Regions from separate parts of the Mus musculus genome. Here regions 2, 3 and 4 are each linked to region 1. The links are chromatin contacts, called in public HiChIP or PLAC-seq and promoter capture Hi-C maps. All regions are on one chromosome and are shown on one strand. Each heading gives the region's core, a stretch centred on a gene start, on an enhancer-like site or on the middle of the called end of the contact. The rest is flanking DNA. Distances are from core to core; before and after follow the strand shown. Region 1 holds the start of Ncbp3 (nuclear cap binding subunit 3). Region 2 overlaps Rap1gap2 (RAP1 GTPase activating protein 2). Region 3 overlaps Rap1gap2 (RAP1 GTPase activating protein 2). Region 4 overlaps Rap1gap2 (RAP1 GTPase activating protein 2).

Evidence for each region. Promoter capture Hi-C pulls out the DNA fragments that hold promoters and counts their contacts. HiChIP or PLAC-seq counts read pairs in DNA pulled down with a chosen protein or histone mark.
Region 2: a promoter capture Hi-C map of hippocampal neurons shows a contact between it and region 1, with 12 times the contacts expected there. The contact joins the enhancer-like site here to the promoter of Ncbp3 in region 1. A contact is called at or near these places in 8 of 39 promoter capture datasets (the 3T3-L1 cell line, the C10 cell line, cranial neural crest and 5 more) and 7 of 115 datasets of contacts at active chromatin or transcription factors (astrocytes, differentiating embryonic stem cells, embryonic midbrain and 4 more).
Region 3: an HNF4G HiChIP or PLAC-seq map of pancreatic cancer cells shows a contact between it and region 1. The contact joins the enhancer-like site here to the promoter of Ncbp3 in region 1. A contact is called at or near these places in 7 of 39 promoter capture datasets (the SN4741 cell line, cranial neural crest, embryonic stem cells and 4 more) and 8 of 115 datasets of contacts at active chromatin or transcription factors (astrocytes, embryonic forebrain, embryonic stem cells and 4 more).
Region 4: a contact with region 1 is called in an H3K4me3 HiChIP or PLAC-seq map of stem cell-derived neural progenitor cells, with 11 times the contacts expected there. The contact joins the enhancer-like site here to the promoter of Ncbp3 in region 1. A contact is called at or near these places in 14 of 39 promoter capture datasets (3T3-L1-derived adipocytes, the C10 cell line, cranial neural crest and 8 more) and 10 of 115 datasets of contacts at active chromatin or transcription factors (embryonic forebrain, embryonic limb bud, embryonic stem cells and 6 more).

The regions. Positions count from the first base shown.
Region 1 is chr11:73,046,145-73,049,514 of GRCm38.p6, forward strand. Ncbp3 (nuclear cap binding subunit 3) reads left to right here and starts at 1,723. Exons shown (of 13, transcript NM_025818.3): 1 at 1,723-1,938. The coding sequence starts at 1,756.
Region 2 is chr11:74,497,694-74,501,063 of GRCm38.p6, forward strand. The region is part of intron 2 of Rap1gap2 (RAP1 GTPase activating protein 2); the gene reads right to left. Among named protein-coding and RNA genes, the nearest start is that of Rap1gap2, 91 kb to the right of the region's middle. Within about 2 kb of position 1,693, at least 25 of the 459 cell types and tissues checked have an H3K27ac peak or open chromatin away from gene starts, as enhancers often do.
Region 3 is chr11:74,437,514-74,440,883 of GRCm38.p6, forward strand. Rap1gap2 (RAP1 GTPase activating protein 2) reads right to left here. Exons shown (of 25, transcript NM_001015046.3): 5 at 751-795. Among named protein-coding and RNA genes, the nearest start is that of Olfr412, 75 kb to the left of the region's middle. Within about 2 kb of position 1,833, at least 37 of the 459 cell types and tissues checked have an H3K27ac peak or open chromatin away from gene starts, as enhancers often do. A contact at or near this core is called in pancreatic cancer cells, where this site is marked.
Region 4 is chr11:74,407,666-74,411,035 of GRCm38.p6, forward strand. Rap1gap2 (RAP1 GTPase activating protein 2) reads right to left here. Exons shown (of 25, transcript NM_001015046.3): 15 at 223-294. Among named protein-coding and RNA genes, the nearest start is that of Olfr412, 45 kb to the left of the region's middle. Within about 2 kb of position 1,891, at least 133 of the 459 cell types and tissues checked have an H3K27ac peak or open chromatin away from gene starts, as enhancers often do. A contact at or near this core is called in embryonic forebrain, forebrain, pancreatic cancer cells and 1 more, where this site is marked.

The DNA.
Region 1 (3,370 bases), core at 473-2,972:
GAATTGAATCCTCAAGCTGCAAGTCTCTTTAGGAGGTAGAGAGGCCTGTGTGGCTAAGTAATTAACTGCTTTTGTTTCTCCTACCTCCTACTCCACAGGCCTAGAAAGATAGTGTAATGGTGGGGTTCATGACTGTCACCCACAGCTGGCTATCCCAAACACAAACAGTTCTATAAAACACACACTAGGGAGCCAGGCATGGTGGTACATGCCTATAAGCCCATCACGCAGGAGGCAGAGGTAGGAGGATTAGGAGTTTAAGATCATTCTCAGCTACAAAGCAAGTAGTGGGCCAGCCAGTGCTACATAGCAAGACTCTGTCTCAAAACAAGAGGGCTGGGGTAAAGCTCACTGGTAAAGGGCTTTGTTAGCATGCTCAAGTCTCTGGGTTGCATTGTTAATACAGCAAAAGAAAAACGGAAGGAAAGAAAGGAAGGGGAACAGGAGAAAAGAAAATACAATCCATTGTTTTAACCCAATTTTGTACTTTGCATTGCAATCAATTGATGGTACCATTCTAAGGAATTCCATCTTGTTTGTCCCATGGTACAGACCCATTTCAAGAAAAGCTTGGATGTACAGTATCACCTCTTTTGGATCTTACAGCCGCACATAACTAGCTCATTCGGTCCTTATATTCTTCTGTGGAGGTGTGTCACTGTTCTATGTTCTGATGAAGGAACTGAGGTTCCGTGCCATGCCCAAAGTGACCTAGTGTATCTGAGTCTTGTGATTTTTTTTTCTGTTTTAGAATGATTTGCCTTTCTCTGAAAAGATTTTTAGGGGCTCAGATATATGGTCTTACCTATTCCTGGTTCAGATTGGGAGATAGGTCTAGAAAGGGCTAACTAAATATGACACAGGAGGAGACACAAAATCAGGACTCATGACAGACAAGAAGTCCCTTCTTCAAGTCTGAACAAGCCTTTCCTCTTTCCCAGCCAGACTCTTACTAGGAACATTTGCAGGAAATCTTGCTTGTGAGTCTCTGATGAGTAGAGCTCCCAGAAGTGACAAAATGGGTCTAAGCTCTGGTTCTGCCCTTTGGGTAGGTCACTGTGATCTTGAAGCACCCCTCTTCCCCTTTTAAGATAGGATCTTCTGTAGTTTAGGCTGGCCTCAAACTAGCAATTGCCCCTTGGTGTAATTGGGGGATAACCTTCAGCCCCTAGTCCTCCTGCCTCTATCTCCCAAGTGCTGGGAATACAATCGTGTACCATCCCTTTCCAGTTTAAATGTAGGCAGGGTTTTACCTTGGATCCCTGGATGGCCTGGAACTTAGAGATGTGCCTGCCTCTGACTCCTGACTGCTGGGATTATAGGCATGTAACCCCTACACTGGGCCCTAGTTTAAAATTTTGACCACATAATATGGCTCAATTACTGGAAGACTTGACAGAGCCAAAGCTTACTACGGAAATAACTTTGTAAACGCTCAGATTGCCTAGATGATAGATCGCGGTAACCGCTCAGCAGTTCTTAGAAGTATAGTCCTCAAAGTGCAGGTATTTTGGAACCTCAGACGACGCTCCACCTCCATCACTGCTTCGTCCCGCCCCCTACCCCGCGAAGTCCCGCCCCAAGCCGGCCCCAGGTTCCTAGGTCACCAAGGGGGCGCCAGAGATAAGGACAGCTTTCTGGTAGAAACAGACGACGCTCTAGGTGATAGCGGTGCTCCTCTGTGGTCATCGGCGACGGCGCTCTAGGCGGCGGGAGTGAGGGGCGGGCTTTCGGTGGTGCGGCCGGCTGGCAGCTATGGCGGCCGTCCGCGGCCTGCGAGTGTCTGTGAAGGCGGAGGCCCCCGCTGGGCCGGCTTTGGGGCTTCCGTCGCCCGAGGTGGAGTCCGGTTTGGAGCGTGGCGAGCCGGAGCCCATGGAAGTGGAAGAAGGCGAGCTGGAAATCGTGCCGGTGCGGCGCTCCCTAAAGGAACTGCTCCCGGTACGGGCGAGAGGGGCGGGGGCTGAGGAGGTCGCCGGGCGGGTGTCCCTGGAGAGTCAGGGAAGGTGGCGGACGGCGGCACTGGCGCAAGTCCGGGAACGCGGGAAAGGGGCGCGAGCGCCGAAAGGCGGGGGCCGCGCATGACCCGGAGAGCGCCAGAGAGAAAGGACGCCGGGGCGCCCGGAAATGGGTGCAGAGAGCGCTGGAGAGGCGGGGGATCTCGGAGAGAGTTGGGGACACCCCTCTCGCTGCCCCTCGGTGGCCCCGAACGGAATCAGCTGTGTTTGGTTGGAGATAAAAAGGAGCCGCGGGCGGGAACAGAACCTGAATCAGCCCTCAAAGAAAGTGTTAGGTGCCGCCGGCATCCAGGTCTCCTGGTGGGTCCTCCTTCCCCGGCCGAGTTGGTGTCACTTAAACCAGCTCTCTTCGCTTGGGAGGGCTAGACCTGTCAAACAGCAGACACTCGTGTGTTGGTATTGTGGATGAGGGTCCTCACGTCCCCGCACCTTCACTGCGTCTACTCTCGGTGGTCCCAGCTTCTGACACACAGTGACATTTGATCTTTCTTTAACCACAGTGGGTCTGAGGAGTGTTTTGCCTGTGGTTTGGTAGTCACATGCCCCTTCTTAAAGCTGGTCTGAGGCCTGGATAGCTCGGTTTTCACATACAACGTGAACTCCCTGCGCCCCCTCCTTTAATTACATGATAGCAGCTTGGTTTTACATTTGAAGTTATGAGTGAAGGCTAAGGTAGTGATGACAAATGACAATACCTTTGGTGACAACATCTATAGGTTATAGTGGATAGTGTATAGGTCAGGTGTTATCCATTCAGTCAGTTTAACATGTTTATATCACACACCTCTCTGTGTGCTGGTGTAATCCTAGGTGCTTAAGAGCGAACTCCCTCTTGGTGTTGCCCTAGTAGGGGAGACAAGTAAATAGTTCCCTTTTGTATTAAGTGCTACAAAAACAAACACACACACACACACACACACACACACACACACACACACACACCCTGTTAATAGGATAAAAAGCACAGTGGCCAGGAGGGATGTGAAGCAGTTGGTGTGTGTTGGGATGCACAGGAAAGTCCCTTGAGATAGTTAGATTCAACTTGAACCCCAAATGACAAAAAGGGGCCGACCATGTCAGTTGGAAGGGAGTAATTCCTAGCGGGGAGGACAGCAAGCTCAGAAGTCTTAGAGATGGAAACAGGATTGTTTTGTTGGAGAAATGTTGGATTGTCTTAAGCACGAGAACAGAAGTCAGAAAGACAGGTATTGTGGAGGAAAGCAAGGCCTGGAGATTGAATGCAGAGTCCAGGGTATCAGCTGCAGTCCTGAGACTTTAGTTCTGTTTTTATCCCCTCCTTTCTTCATTGTATTAGCCTGTATTTTTCCCAGAGATCCAGGACCTGAAGCATTCTC
Region 2 (3,370 bases), core at 443-2,942, 1.5 Mb after region 1:
GATAATTCTCCCATTTTACAGAAGAAACCAGGGCTCACAGAGCCTAACCATAACTAGGGGACAGGTCTAGGATTTGAAAGGACACTGGAAGATGGGCTTTAGTGGACTGCCCTGGCCTGCTGAAACCCTGGGGTCATTTGTTATCCCCTCTGTTGGAAGAAGGGTAGCTCAGATGCTCTGGGGACACCTTCCTAGACAAGCCTGAGATCCAAAGCAATGCTATCTGGGAAAGGACCTGGGATGGGAAGCACCCTTTTCATCTGTTTCTTCCTTTCTACAGGGTCTCACTATGTAGACTAGGTTGGCCTGGAACTCACGGGGATCCACCTGTCTCTGCCTCTGCCTCCATGAGCTGGGATAAATTACAGACATGTGCACCACATCCATTTTCTTGTTTTACAAGAATATTTATTTTTAATTACATTATTATTATGCATATGAGTGTTTTGCCTGCATGGATGTATGAGCACAAGGTGGCTTCCTGGTGCCTGTGGAAGTCAAAAGATACAGATGGTTGTGACCTGCCATGTGGGTGCTGAGAATCAAACGTGGATCCTCTATAAGAGCAGCAGTGCTCTTAACCACTTGAGCCAACTCGACAGCCTGAGAATGTTATCCCCCCCCCTTACTGGTTAACCAACTACCAAAAGTCTCTTCAAGCCTGTAACCCCTGCACTTCACTTAGGAGACAATATCTGGACACAGTTCAAGTATAAGAACATGCAATTAATATCTGGAATATTATGAGTTTGAGTTTAACCTGGGATATGTGTATGTAATTCATACATACGTGCATATTTGTCTCAAAACCACAAGAGCAGAGAATGTAAGTGTGTAGCAGAGCAGCGGTTCTCAACCTGTGGATCACAACCCCTTTGAGAGTTAACTGACCCTTGCACCAGAGTTGCAAATCAGATATCCTGCATATCAGATATTTATATTACACTTCATTACAGTAGCAAGATTACAGTTAGGAAGTAAGAATAAAAAGTAGTTTTATGGTTGGGGTTCACTACAACATGTGGAACAGCATTAAAGGGTCACAGCACTAGGAAGGTTGAAAACCACTGTAGTAACCTCTTAGGGTAAGGCCTTGATTGCTATAATTCTATTTCTGATATTTATGTTTTCTTTTAATTGTTTGTTTACATGTATTTACTGTAGAGGAGGGGGTACATGTGGGAGTAAAAGGGCATTGTGTGAGAGTCAGCTCTCATTTCATCCTGTGGGTCCCCAACCATCCTGTGGGTCCCCAATCATCCTGTGGGTCCCCAACCATCCTGTGGGTACCTGGACACAGACTCGGGTCCTCAGATTTGACAGCGAACATCTTTACCTACTGAGCCCTCCCTCTTGCCAGCCCCTTGATCTTCACATTTCTGTTGTAAATATTAATACAGAACCCTAAGGGAAATGTTTTCAGAGAATCCAGGGGCATCTAATGAAGTGGCCTAGGTGGGGGTAGAAGCCCTGCCACATCTGCTTTCTGTCTTTCTGAAGTGACATGTCAAACTACAGTGTCAGGCCCCAGAGAGCAGACCCAGCACCTGCCACAGGGAATCAGGGCTGAGAAAAGACTGGCATCTTGGGCCTTTCTGCTGAATCATTTCTAGCTGCCCCGGTCACTTAAGTGACAAGATGATACATCAACTTCAGTATCGCTGAAGGGTCTGCCCTGGAGGCAGAGCTCTTCTCCCTCGGGGGTACTAAAGCCAGTCTCAGCAGCAGCTGGAGCCACTGAGAATGAAGGATCCCTGCCCAGGGTCGCCATCTCCCCCTCCCAGATTCACTCTGTGCCCCAGTTTGCAAGACCAAATGATGGCAGGAAGAGGCCACTCCTAAGCCAGCCAAAAAGTTATCCAAGCAAGCAGACACAGCTTAATCCCCCTCATCACGGAACTGGTACAAGCACAGGAGAGAACCACTGAGCCTCTCCCCACTAGAGGAGCCAATCACAGCTACAGGACTCTGAGAGGGTCATGGCCGAGGCCCTGCTGGCCTCTGGCATGCTCCCAGACACTGGTTCAGCCCCACAAGTCACCTGGTCCCTCTCAACATCTGGAGACTATTTGTGGAAAGAAGAGCTCCTGATCTGTGCCCGCCCGAGGGGAAGCTTGAAGAAGCCTTCCAGGCAGATCCTGCCAGCGATGGGCCTATTTACATAGCAGGCTATGGGCACTCAGAGCAGGAACTGCCTGCCGCACATCTCTGTCTTGCTTCCAGGGTGCATGCCTATGCTACAGGCCCTCAAAACACTATCTGCTTGTTTGCATAGATCCTACACACAGCCTCTCCTCCACTTTGTTTTTTTATGTGTGTGGGTGTTTTGCCTTTATGTGTGTCTAAGAACCACGTGTATGCATGATGCTAGGGGCAGGGGGGCGGGGGACAGTGCACAAGAGGGCATTCAATCCCCTGAAATTAGTGTTATAGACAGTTATGATCTTTCAAATGAGTACCAGGAATCAACCCCATCTCCTCTAGAGGAACAACCAATCTTCTTTACCACTGAGCCATCTTCCTAGCCCCTTCCCATACACTTTAAGATGTCTCTACCTATAATGCCTAACCCAGGAAAAATGTATGGAGTTGTTATGTTGTTTAAGGAATAGTGGGAAGAAAGGTCTACACATATTCAGTGAAAGTGTGTGTGTGTGTGTGTGTGTGGTAAGTGTGGTATGGGTGGTATGGGTGTATGTGTGGGGATATGTATGGGGGTACTTATTGTGGGAGTGTGTGTGTGTGTGTGTGTGTGTGTGTATGTCAAATATTTTGAATCTATGGTTGATTGAACTCAGGAATGTGGTCCCTGGGACTATGGAGGGCCAAGCCATAACAATCTTCAGTGGCTGTGTTTATGTGTTTACTACGGTCACCTTCCATGTCAAACACAGTTCTGTGAGGCTGCTCAGGATGAAGCATGAAGTTTCCTCTCATCTAGGAAGGAGTCGGCTCTGGCTCGGGAGAAGCTGAATGCTAGCTAAAGAAACTGAACCACCTGTGCATGCTGGATGAAAGGAAGGGGAGGAGGAACGAACGGAAGGACCATACAGTCCCTGAGCCCTGTGTTCTCGCTGCATGCTCCCCTGCTCTGTGTTCCCCCAGCCCAAAGCAAGACACGGACTGCATTACACTCAGTGCCCTCTGACACCCGCGGCCCTAACAAAAGAAAGTAGAGTCTACTTGTAATTCAAAGGAGAAGCTTCCAGGGATGGTACCCTGTGCTCCTCAGACCTACAGGCACACACCTCAACAGTACTGAACAAGCAGTTCCTGACTGGCCCAGCAAAGGGCTCATCTCTCTGGGGAGAGGAATTAAGAAGCTGTGCCTGCCAGAAGTCCACTGTCCACCAACACAGAGAAGTGGCCG
Region 3 (3,370 bases), core at 583-3,082, 1.4 Mb after region 1:
CAGTCCCACTTCTGCTTGCATTTGCTCACCCAGGTCTAGTGAAGGGATGAGTTAGGGGGACCTAGTAAGATGCACCAGGATTTCAAGGGAAGCTGAGTCAGAGAAACTTCTGGCCACAACTTGAAGGACTCAGCATCCCGTGCCCACTGAACAGTAGACCTGAAGGCAAACCCAGCCAACAAAAGATGTAGCACACAAAAGGGAGGCCCTGGTCACCGCCAAGACACTAGCTTGTCATCCCATGGGGCTAAGACAGAAAGAGAGCTGGGCGAGTCGGCACACAATCTCAGCACTCTGGGGGCAGATCAAGATTGAGGTCATCCTTAACCACCCAACAAAAGACAAAAAAAAAAAATATCCTAGTCCCTCTCCTCTCTGTCCCTCCCCACATCCTCTTCAAGTTGACTAGGCTGTAGACACAGAACTTGAAGCTAAGACCTGGTGGCCCATCAGAATCCAGAGCCTAGCAACCCTCAACACCGTGTAGGTGCACAGAAAGAACAGGAAGGAGCCAATCCGGGCCTCCGATCCTTCGGTCTCACCTGAGGTCTCCACTAGCCTGATGGGAAGCAGCCCTAAGACACCGAGCCAGGGTCCCTTGGCCACCCACCAGACATGAGTGTAACAAGAGTTCAGTCATTAATTGGCTCCTAGTACAAAGCGGAGTTGGTGTGCATACGAGGAGAGTCCAACACGCTCCCTGATCCTCCTGCCCTCTTCCTACACTGGCCCCTCTACTGCCTATCCCACCTTGTTCTTCTGGGGTCCTGGCCTCTGCTCTTCAAGCTTGATTCCCTGCGGAAACAAGGAAGAGAGGATCCGCATAAGCATAGGTCACCGCTCATGGGTAGGAGCATCTGGGCACTTAGCCATCTGATGGGTACTGGAGCCTCTCGACTCCCACACTTAGCAGTTGTCAGTCCCAACACCAACCTCAGATAAGGGTGTGGGGGTGGCCAGTTAAGACTATAAATAGACTTGAGCCATGTCACCTGGGCTCAAATCCCAACATTGCCACTTCCTAGACTGGTGACCTGGAACAAGCCACAGATTCCTCTGTGTGACTCCTGTTGTCAGCTGTAAAGTGGAGAAGGTGACAGTGGCTTCCATCACAGCCCAGGTTAAAGGCTGGTGATGGGCTATGCATTTCAAATGCCAATGGTGTACACTAAAGGCTGTGCGTAGAATTAGTGAAAATGAGTAGTATTAGCATCTCTGTGTCTAAACCCCTTCCTGAAAGCCATAGGGCAGTGAATGGGAAAGATGAACACCCACATCTGCAAGTGTCAGAGCCAGCACATCGGTCCTCCTGCCTTCTAGCTCCACCTTTTTCCTTGAAGGAAGAGTGTTTGATTGACAGGCAGGAACTACGGTCCTTCAGGTCCTCATTCCACTTCCTATTTGTAACCAGGAAGTCTCCCTGGCTACATATGTAGAAGGAGGATTAGACCTCAACCCAACACCTGCATCTTCCAGATTCAAGGACCAGGGTTGGAACAAAGGGCTTTGCCTACAGTTGCTGAGAATTCACTTCTGGGAATAACCCCCTTGTCCAGCAACCCTGGTTGGGTTCTGGCTTAACTGGACTGTGCAAAAGGAAGGAAACACACAGCCTTTTCAAGACTGGATGCATTGGGTGATAGCATGAACCCGGAGGGCGTCTGGGAATTGCATCCGAAGCTGGGTTTATAATAAACACCCTGCTCCCCGGACAGCAGGGCTCCTGCTAACTGGGTGGAATCTGAAACAGCTTCTCTGGACTGCTGGACTGAGTCATGCTCCCAACATTGTTCAGGAGGGCGTGGGAAGGTCCCTCCCACTGACAGGTGCTTCTCACAAACGCCCGAAGGAAGCTGCCTGGGTGGCCCTGCAGACCCCGTCCAGGTTGGCACACTGGGTGGGTGGGGGAGTGATGTCAGAGTTTGTTTTGTTTGTCCTGCATTAGTCATCCTGGTCTGGGAACAGTCCTCAGGGCAGGAGTGCAACCTTGCCCCAGCCTCACTGACTGACACTCCACCCCCACCCCCCACCAGGGAGCCCCATCCTCAGCCGGGTCCTCCCTCCACCAAGCATTACCCTCTGCAGAAGGTACTGTCTTCCCTTCTCCCCGTCTCCAAGAAGAAATGGAAGTTCAGAGGGGGAAATGACTTGACCAAGGGCACTCAGCTAGAGGACATTCAGTTCAGATCTGTATCTGGGCCGGGAGTCTCCAAAGCATGTGTCCCCAAAGCATGCCTGGCTTCAAATTCCTACACTAGGACTGGGACCGGAGATCTTGGATCCCAGTTTTGGTGCTTCAGAACTAGCAATGTGGCCCAACCACATAACTGCTCCAAGACACAGTTTCCACAATGGCAAAATGGAGAGAGAGGAAACCCACGCCTGAGGATGGAATCCAGCCACATCGTGCAACATTCTTTCTCTGCTCCCTATACGCAAGCTCCAACCAGGAAACTGAGTCCACTAGTATGCCTGGAGCACACATGAGTGCATCTTACACACCACAATTTTGCTCCCCGCCATTTCTACTGAGGTTCATTTGGGAAGCCGTGATGGGAATCACTGTCTTTGACATAACGAGAGACTAAAGACAGAGTGGCTGGGAGGGCAAATTCAGACAAGCAGAGGGGTCCAAGAGTCAGTCCACAGGGCTGGGTTCTATGGAAGGAGGCAGGGACTTAAGCTGCAGGTGAGGATGGGCGGGCTGAGGAGCAATCACAGGGAAGGCAGAGGGAGCCACCAGTCTCTCCCAGTGAGCTGAGATCTCATTGGCTAGCAGGAAAGTTCCCCAGCTTTGCTCTGCTGTTGAACACTTAATGATACCCTGTCTCCCGCTACGCTGCGGTGCCATAGCTTGTTTCCGCAGCTAGATTATGAGTTCCCCCTAAATGCGAATAAAATGAGTTTATAGTCCACAAACTGCTGGGCGCAGAGGAGAACTGAACAGTTTATTTGTAGTAATGGCACGACTACTAACAATTACTCTCCCTTAATGCACCCTTCCCTTCCTTCCCTATCCTCAGGGAAACCTGGCAGTACCTTCTGCTCTGAATAACAGGACCACCCTGGACCCTTTCTCTGCCCCACCTCCCAAAGCTGACAGCCCCTTATTTCAAACCTTCCTTCTGAAATAAGAATAGAAAGAAGAAACTAAACCAGACTCTTCCTCCTCTGGAGCAGAAACGAGCATCATGCTTCCCAGTGCTCTTGCTGGGTGCTGTCCCCTGTGGCATGGGGCTGGGAGGGCAATGGGATATGTAGCTCTGAAGTCCTCATAAGGACAAGACAGCCCCTGTCAATCTATGATCCCAGAGAAGCGCCTGGAATATGTATGCCATTATCAACTGCTCCATCACAATCCTGTCACCAA
Region 4 (3,370 bases), core at 641-3,140, 1.4 Mb after region 1:
TCTAAAAACAGGAGGACAACCCTGGCATCAAACTCCCAACAAGGGCCACATTGACCTCAAAGGGTGAGGTGGGAGATATCCAGAAAGGAGATACCCCCAAAGCTATAACAGGATCTCCCCACAATGTTCCCAGTCTACATTCAAGCCCATTCCAACTACTGACACATGGGTACAGAGATCTGGGGTCTGGGATGGGACAAGTATAAAAGAAAAGGTTCTTACCTTCTGGAAAACAGGCGGGCTTGGCAGAGGGGGACCAAAGGCAGGCACATCTTCCCTAGCAGTGACTGATACCTGAATGAAACAATTTCATGTGGACTAAGACAGACTAGGAGTCCCACACCTTACAGAAGACCAACATACCCCTTCCCTCCTTCCCAGAACACAGAACGTCTATGTGAGCATCACCCACGAGCCCCATACGATGCTCCTCTAGTGGGTTGGATGGGATGGAATCCGGCATCCTTCCCTCTGCCTTCCTAAGGGCCAGAAGCAAGTTGGCCAGATGATGCCCTGGGCTGGGGAACCACTGAGACCCTAAGTACAGACAGTGCAGGTGGTGGCCAGGAGGTTTGCCTCCCTACCCCATTACAGCATCCATCCCAGAGAAAGCAACTGAGAACTACTGCTCATTTTACTGATGAGGAAACAGATGGCTAAGACATGGAACAAGCACCCTAAAACCAGAGAAAGGGGCACAGAGAATCCAGACTGCTCCAACCCAACTCTGACTCCCCATTAACCTAGCCATAAATCAAACTCAGAGTGTTTAAAAGGTAACTACTGGACCACAGAAATGGCTCCACAGATTAAAAAAACAAAAACCTGACACACAAGCTTGGTAAGTCCCTAGATTGTCTCTTCTCTCAGTACTTGTGTGTCTGTGTCCCCCCTCCCAACATAACAAGTACACATGTGCACATGCACGCTCATGCACACACATACACATACATACACACACACGCCACCAGTAGCAAAATCAACAACAAATAATTTTTTTAAAGAAACAAGTAAATACTGGTTGCAAGGAAAGCTTGGGGCTCTGCAAGTTGACACAGGCAGTGACCCAGGTCTGAAGCCTGGCTCTACATGTGGAGCCAGTCATTCTGGCTGAGGCTTGGGCACAGAGATACCAAGGGCATTGACTGGGAAAGAGGATGGGGGACATCCAGGCTCTGGCCAGATGCTGAGGCTGGACTGTAAGACCATCCAGAGACTCCAGCACAAGGGTGGTCCTGCAGCAGGTGGCTTCCACTCCTCACCTCCTCTCTTGTGCAAGTACCTAGGTTTCACCTGCTGTTAGCCCCTGAGGCTACAGGGCTCTTGGGAGGCTGCCCTATCCCTTCACTAGCAGTGGCTGACGTGAAGGCCCTGGCAGGCTGCCAACCACTCTGTCCTGTGAAGTAGGGCAGATGCAAGAGTCTGCCAGACTGGGTGAGCAGGCAGCTTGGGGCCCTGCCAGGTCCAGCGGGGAGAAGCAGAGCTTTGGTCAATGGGGCCTTCTTCTTACAAGCTCAAGGCCATTTACATGGCCCAAACTGAGGTACTCAGAGTCTCAAGAAATGGTTTTGTGTTCACTGACAAGATTTCTGGCTGAGCCCCAGCTGCTAGACACAGCCCACCCCCACCCCCAGCCACCAACCATGCACTGGTGGCCCAAGTCTAGTGCACATGTGTACTTGTTATGTTGGGAAGGGGGACACAGACACACAGGTATTGAGGACAGAGACAATCTGGGGACTTATCAAGCTTGTGTGTCAGGTTTTTGGTTTTTGTTTTGTTTTGTTCCATCTCAGAAGAAGAATCTGGCTGCCCACTCTGGGTATCTGGGACATGTGGGACAAAGCACAGATGCCTGCAGGCCCAGCTGTTTCCCTAGCCCGGCCCCTCCTCCTCAGGCCTGCATTAAAGTAGTCTATTCTGACAGGGTAAGGGTCTTAGGAATGCCTTTAAATCCACAGGGCAGCAGGGCAGGGCCCAAGACCTTTCTGGTAATGTCCATCCACGTCCCATCCGTATCCTAGCTCCTCCTCTGACCTCGGTCTCCCCCTCCTCTCGGCTTACAACCAGATGCCCAGGGGAGCTTAGAGAGGGAAGGCTAGAGACCCAACAAAACCCCCATGTCCAGGGATGGCCTGCCACCCAGAAGACTGGCAGGGCTGCTCAGAGGGAGTCAGGATAGGCAAGGGAAGGCCCTCCCCAGCTGCCTGTTTCACAGCCAAGTCTTGAAACCTTGGCAGAACTCCAGGAGTGAGGTGGACTGGCCCCTGCAGGGAGGGATGGGGGAATCCTATTGATTGCTGAGCTGGAATCTCTTTCCAACCTGGAGTGAATGGGAATGAGATAGCCCTACCTGAGAAGTGATTCAATTCCAGCCACACTTCACACACACCCACGGGGCCGGTTTCTCACATGCCCCAGAGGCTCCTGGGAAGACTTCCAGCTCCCGGCTCCCTGGCTCTGCGGCCTCAGCTCTAAGTGCCCTCAGCATCAATCAGCTTCAATCTCTTCCCTATGAGCAGACTAATGGGCCTTGTTAGACTTCAAGAAGACTATCCGAGGGGCTAGAAAGACGGCTCTGTGGCTAAAGGCACTTGCCACCAAACCTAACAACCTGGGTTCAATCCCTAGGAGCCACATAGTGGAAGGAGAGAACTGACTCCTGCAAGTTGGCCTCTGATTTCCATATGCACACGCATGCACACACACACACACACACACACACACACACACACACACAAATGTAGAAGACGAAGAAGACTGCTGTAATGCAAAGCCTGGCCCAGAGCAGAAGCCACCATCAATCACTCAGGTTTTTTGTCTTTACTTTCCCTGTCGACCTACATGTACAAAAGGTCACCTTCATCACAGAGTTCCCCAAACCATCCGGCAGCCCATACCCCATCCTGCCTGTCTCTGCTCCCATAAGTAGCCATGGCTAGAAGGACCCTGAGGCTTTAAAATCCAGATTTCCTGTTTTGCAAAGATAGAAACAAAGGCCCAGAGAGGGAAGGAACTGACTTGCAGTCACACATCAACAAAGAGACAGAAGCAGAGACCCCAGGCTGCTCGGTCATTCTGTCTTCTGGGGTCCCTCCCGCCTTTACTCTCCTTTTTCATTGTTGGCCCTCCTACTTCAGGGTTCAGCTAAGGCCCAGTGTCAGCCAGGGGGCCCTGAGGGAGCTAACCCAGTTCTCCTCACAGTTTATGCATCACCCATAGTGCCTGGGGGGGAGGGGTGCTCTGGGGAGCACCTTAGAAGACACGGGCATCTTTCCAAATTCAAACCCGCCTCAGTAGTGGGAAGGGGTCTTAAGATGCTGGTACCCAGTGTTCTGTGATGCAGGGGACCCTGTGGGAACTGAACTCT